Regions from separate parts of the Sus scrofa genome. Here region 1 is linked to region 2. A link is a contact called in public HiChIP or PLAC-seq data. All regions are on one chromosome and are shown on one strand. The core of a region is the stretch at or near the end of the contact, and the rest is flanking DNA. Distances in the headings are between cores, read along the strand shown.

The links. HiChIP or PLAC-seq counts read pairs in DNA pulled down with a chosen protein or histone mark.
Region 1: a contact with region 2 is called in an H3K27ac HiChIP or PLAC-seq map of skeletal muscle, with 6 times the contacts expected there. The contact joins the promoter of C2H5orf15 here to the promoter of AFF4 in region 2. A contact is called at or near these places in 1 of 5 promoter capture datasets (fetal skeletal muscle) and 1 of 2 datasets of contacts at active chromatin or transcription factors (skeletal muscle).

The regions. Positions count from the first base shown.
Region 1 is chr2:136,297,624-136,300,520 of Sscrofa11.1, forward strand. C2H5orf15 (keratinocyte-associated transmembrane protein 2) reads right to left here and starts at 1,502. Exons shown (of 3, transcript XM_003123938.5): 1 at 1,317-1,502. The coding sequence starts at 1,455.
Region 2 is chr2:135,282,498-135,285,490 of Sscrofa11.1, forward strand. It overlaps AFF4 (AF4/FMR2 family member 4), which reads right to left and starts at 1,434. Exons shown (of 21, transcript XM_021084750.1): 1 at 840-1,434.

The sequences.
Region 1 (2,897 bases), core at 252-2,751, 1.0 Mb after region 2:
TATGCCGTAACCTGAAACTAATACATCAATTATACCTCAATAAAAAAAAATTTAAAAAGAAATACTGAAATCCTACGGATCCATTAAAAGGAAGCAGAGGTGTCTGGTTCACCAAGGACCCAGAGAAGGGGAACCATGTTTACAAAGAATTTCCTTGTCCCCGAACCCCCCTCCTCCTCCCAAGCCCCAGTATTCTGGCCCCAGTATTCAAGCACCACAAGCTCCCAGTCCTCAGGGATGCCCCAGTACTCAAAGACAGCTCTTTCCCCTTCACCTTTGCGCTCCAAAATATTCCATCAGCTCAGCCCAGCACTGCCCCTACTCACTTCCGTCTTTACCACTGATCTCACCCATTCTGGGAAGCCCACACCTTCCCTTGGTCCTGCTAGATCCTGGGCACCCGCCCCTCTCTAGACCCCACACCTCCTAATCTCAGTCATCTCCTAAGCACCTGCCCTCCCTGTCCCCTCTTATAGACCCTCCTAACTCCCACTTCTGTAAAGGAAAAAAAAAAAAAAAAGTTGCCTGCCATTACAGTCTACAGGAATCAAGCCACCAACGACTGCAGGTGCCCACTGATAGTGCGCCAGAGGGGACTTCAAGATAGAGAAAAACAGGATGAAGTATTTTGTTTTGGATGTACAGGCCCCCAGATAGTTAAGAAGCCTATCTAAGAAAGAATTTCAGCAACCCCAGATTCTTGCGTCTTCCCGTACATAGAAAAGGACTAAAATCATGAACTCGAGATATCTTTTCTCTGTGATTAGCACTCATCTTTTGATCTTCAACTACATGTTGTTTTTTTTTTTTTTCCAGCAAAAAATTCATACATATTCTGGCTCCTCCCTTACCTCGTCCAATAATTTCTCAGAGCTATCTGAAAAGCTATCTTCCCGGCTACAGCCGTCAGTAAGACACGGAATACACTCAACTCACAGCTCCTCGAGTTGTGTGGCTTTTTAAAAATCAACACCTCCAAGGAATTTTGGAGACCGCATCACCGCCATTCTCTGTGGCAACCCTTTCGCCAAGACTTAGACAACACCACCACTCCTCCCTCCCCGCCCATCTACACACTCGCTCCCTGGGTCCCTGCAGCCCCACTCCTCAGGCCTCTTAGAGACCCCATCTCCGCAGACTCCTTCAGACAGCCTACCCTCCCTTCTCAGGGCCGTAGAGACCCTGACCCTCTACACATGATCGCCACCAGCTCCGAACACTCCGAAGCGCCGGTTCCCCGGCCGGGCCTGCCTCGCTGCAGGTACCCAGGCCCTCCCCATCTTCCTGCGCCCGCCCTGCCGCCGCGCCCCCTTTACCGCTGGATATGAGGACAGACGCAAGCAGGACCTCCAGGACCAGCGGCCGCGCCAGCCCCGTGGGAACCTGGATGCCTGGCTTGGGCGGCAGCTTCGCTTGTACAGCGCCTCTCATCCTGCTAGGGGCGGCGGCAGCCATAACGGTCTCGGCTGCGAGCCTGCGCGGTTGCTAGGCTCTACGTCATGACGTCAGACACTGCGTATACTATCTCGGCCCTAAGCATCTACGTCCCAGCGTGATGACGTCGCAGCGGGGAGCGCGGCTCTCTGAGCCGGAGTGAAGGAAGAGGCATGGTGGGAGTTGCACAACCGGCGGGCGCCCCAAACTTGGCCCGGAGTTTAGCTGTAATGTGTAAGGTGTGGAGAGGGTCAGAGCGAGCCTCCCCGCCCCCTCCCTCTCACGGCTACTATATAACTAATAACAGTGTTTTAAAACGTTTAGAAGGTATATCCACCTGTGTAACAGACCGATCTCCTAAGAGCAGTATCCTCCCTCCCCCTCCTAAAAGCAAACGAATGTTAAAATTGGGTGGTAGAGTTTTAGGTATTTGTTTTATTTTTTAACTTTGCCCACAAATCACTTATTACTTTAACAAACATTTAGCACCTCTCCATATTTCAGTATACCGCGCTGAACAAAATGAACCCCCGCCACCTTCGTGGAATTTATTTTCCTGTGCGAGAGACTACAGGATAAAATGTATACTCTGTACATGGTAAAGGTATTATGGAGGACAAACAGGAATATGGGCCAGGAAAGAGGGGTGCATTAAGCTCCAATTTTGTAGTTTTGTAACTTAAGACAAAACCCCCAGTATATGAAAATGCACATTTAGAAACTTCCAGGAAGTTCCCTCGGGGCACTAGCAACAATGCTTTGGTCTGTGTTTTCTGTGACTGTTTTCTTAGTAAATGTCTGTAGGCTTCAGATCGTAAAATTGCATTTGATTGATGTGCAGGAAAATCAGTATGGCATGAAGCAAGACATTTATTTCACCCGCGGCTTCACACTCTGGTCTCCCTGAGTCCTTCAGAAGATTGCCGCCTTCCCCCAGAGACAGTTGAGCTGCCTTTCGGAAGAGAGAAGGGCCTATGTTCTCCTGAATCTGGTTTCCCTTAACATTTATCTGGCCCCAGTGACCGCTCAGAAACACACAAACTCTGTGTTAGGAAAACTAAGAAGTCATTCATATGTTCATTTCTCAAAGCCCACCACAAGCCCAAATAGACTGAATGGTGCCCTTTTTGCAGAACTTCCAGGGTAGACAGAGTACAAAGTCCTCCCGAGTTCCCCTGGAGCATTCCCTCTGTGAGTACAGAAACCATCGTTTAATGAATAAGCCTCTTCAATTCCAGCTTCTACTTACTTATTGAGAGATGCAGACTTCAACAGGTCTTTTTTCTGTAATAAATGCACCTTAAATCTTTTCTTCCTTGACCAGTTTGTTCCTTTGTCCCCATACCAGATTGTTTCATTTCTCTGACTGGTGAGATGTCATGAACCCAAGGCATTTTGCATAATATTCCGAGATGCTGCACCCAACAGGCAGACGCTTAATATGTAAATGGGAGGAAAATAAT
Region 2 (2,993 bases), core at 184-2,683:
TGAACTCCACACGCAAGCATCGCAGATTTGTATCTTCAACTTCCTATAAACGACAGTCTTTGCGAAAGAAAAGGCAGTAAGGAGACTCCTCCAACTCCTGGATCCCATGATCCATCCTCAAAGAGTGGAAGGAACAGCAAAGTGGAAGGAACAAAGCACTGACGTCAATTACGAGATTAACCCCGAGCACCGGCAGCTGGAGGAAAGGCCTACACATCCATATCCAAATACAAGCTATCGGGGTAACGAGCTGGACCGATTCAGAAGTTATGGGGGGGGGTGTTCCAGTATTACACCCCCAACATTCCCATTTTTAGTCAACCCCCTTAACCAGCCGAAGGCGGAAATTTTTTTCCCTTTTTTTTTTTTCCTTTTTGCGGGGGAGGGAGGGGGAGGAGGAGGAGGAGGAGGAGAAGGAGGAGGACGTGCGCAGGATCGCGAGAAGGAAAGCGAGAACTAGTTGGGTAATGCTAGCCAGCATCTAGGCCCTCTTTTCTCTTCAACTAGAAACACCCTGAAATTCAGGAGGGGCTTTAAAAGCAACGATGCAGTCGAAGGAATTTCTGAGGGCAAGAATGGATTGAGAAATGGAAGGGGAAAGACAAAACTGGGAAAAGATGGATTTCTGGGAATTTTTGTTAGGATTGGGTTAGCCATTTCATTAATGTTTTGTGTGTGTATAAGGGTAGGGGGCTGGAATGCGAAGGCGAAAAGAGATGCCGGATCGAGCAGCCCGAGCCCGGAGGGTCCCTCCGAATCCGGAGGCGGACCCCGTCCTCCCCTCCCCCACTCCCCCGCCGCCCGGCCCGGCCCTCCGTCAGTCCGTCGGTGCTTCTCACCTCCAGTCCCGGCTCCGCTAGGCCCGAACCATCTCCCGGCTGCGGCAGTGGCAGCGCCGGGCCTGCACCTTCACCGGACGCGCATTCGAGCCCGCCCGAGGGGCGGCGACAGGCTGCCAAGGGCGAGGGGCTCCGGGCGGCGGCGGCGGCGAGGGTTCGGGAGGTCTCGAAAAGCGCAGGCGGCGGCGACGCAGCTCACACGGCACAGGCGGAGGTCCCGCCCCGCTCCATGACGGTCGAGGCCTGGCCGGGAGGGCCGGCTGAGGCGGGCTGACGAGGACCTGGCACCGGGATCCCCGCCCCGTCCGCTGGCGGCGGCGGCGGCGACGGCGGCTCGACTCCCGCAGCCAGGGCTGTGACTGACGCAGCGGCCGCGCCACCCATGTGACCAGGGCCGGGCGGGGACGAGGCGTCACGTGGCGACGCCGGGCCCCTCCCCTCCAGAAAAGCGGAGGGCTGCGGGGCCTGCAGTGCCGGGAGGTGACGTCGGGGGGTGGTGACGTGCGCGGCGCTCGGGGCCGAAGACCGTGGCCCGGCCGGGTACTGGCCCCGGCGGCTTAGGCCCGAGCCCTCGGGCCCGGCGGCCGCGTCGGGCCGAGGGGGCGGAGCGTGACCGGGCCTGCGCCTCCCGCGCGCGCACCTCGCACGGCGTAGCCGCTAGCGAGGTTCGGAAGGGCGGGGCCGGGCTGAGCCGGATCTACCGGTTCTGGGGCTCAGGGGGTTGGGCGGACGGCCCCTTCTGGGGGTGTGGCCGAGCCTGAAGCCCCCCTAGACCCTCGGCCTCCTGCTGACGTTGAAGCCCGGAGTCAGTCCAGCGGCCCTCGCGGGTCCGGCCGAGAAAGGAAGGCTGCGGGGAGTTTCTCTACCGGAGGCCGCCCAGAACCTGGCTTGATCACCCGCGAAGCCAGGCAGGCCTTTTTTTTTTCTTGGTCATCTAAGCATCTTCGGCCGTGAATACTTTTCGTCAAGATAACGTTTTCCACACTTTGCTTCTAACATCCTCGGGGAAGCTGTAATTGAGAGTAAAGTAATAGTTATAGACTAGACAGAATTTTCAGAGGGTCTCACAGAACCCAGTGTGGTTAACTGTCCAGAGAAGTGACTTTGGGGTTATTATTTGGAAAACACTTGATAATTTCCTGCCTCTTAGATGATGTCTTTCTATAAAGGAGCCTGGTGAAGCCGTTTTTTTCACTTTCTACGAGCTAATTTTGAAGCAAGCATTTTAAAGATGTCTAAAAATGAAATGCAAGGCTTTTGAGGAGATTTATGATAAACTATAAGGAATGTGCGTATGAATATGTTTTTATCAGCCCTAAAGCTGGTAATTCATCAGCATCAATAGAAGTTTCTTCCTTTTCAAAATTCTGAAGTGACCACAGAATTTTGCTAAACACGCCTTTAAGCTAAACACTTGATGTAGATTTTATATATCTATTTGGAAGTGTATTCATGTAAAACTAAAAATGAACTGTGACAAAACAGTGAAAAATAATCGATGCTCCCATCCCTACCATTTTAACTACTCCAGTTCTGGAGGCAGTCATTTAGCATTTTCTCAGTAGCTTTCCCAAAACATTTATAAATATATTTTATTTTATTTTTTATTTTGTTGTCTTTTTAGGGCTGCACCCGCAGCATATGGAGGTTCCCAGGCTAGGGGTCAAATCAGAGCCACAGCAATGCCAGATCCAAGCTGCATCTGCCACCTACACCACAGCTCATGGCAATGCTGGATCCTTAACCCACTGAGCAAGGCGGAGGATCAAACCTGCATCCTCATGGATACTAGTCAGATTCACATCTGCTGAGCCACAGGGGAACTCCCTAAATATATCTTAAAGTCCAGTTATACATATTTTTTACACAAGTGATCACATACTATATATACTATTAAGTTCCTTCCTTTTCTCAATCAAAATATCTGGATATGTTTCCATATTAACACTGAAAGAACTGCCTCACTCTTCTACGAGCAGTATAATATTCTATTTTATGTAAATAGCATATATATATTTTTTTAACAAATCCCCTACAGGTGGACATTAAGGTTGTTGTCAAGTCTTTACTAAATTACAAACTAAGCTGCAACTAGTAATCATAAGAAGAACAACTATACCTATAAATCCTTAGATTGCAATGTTTAGGTCAAAA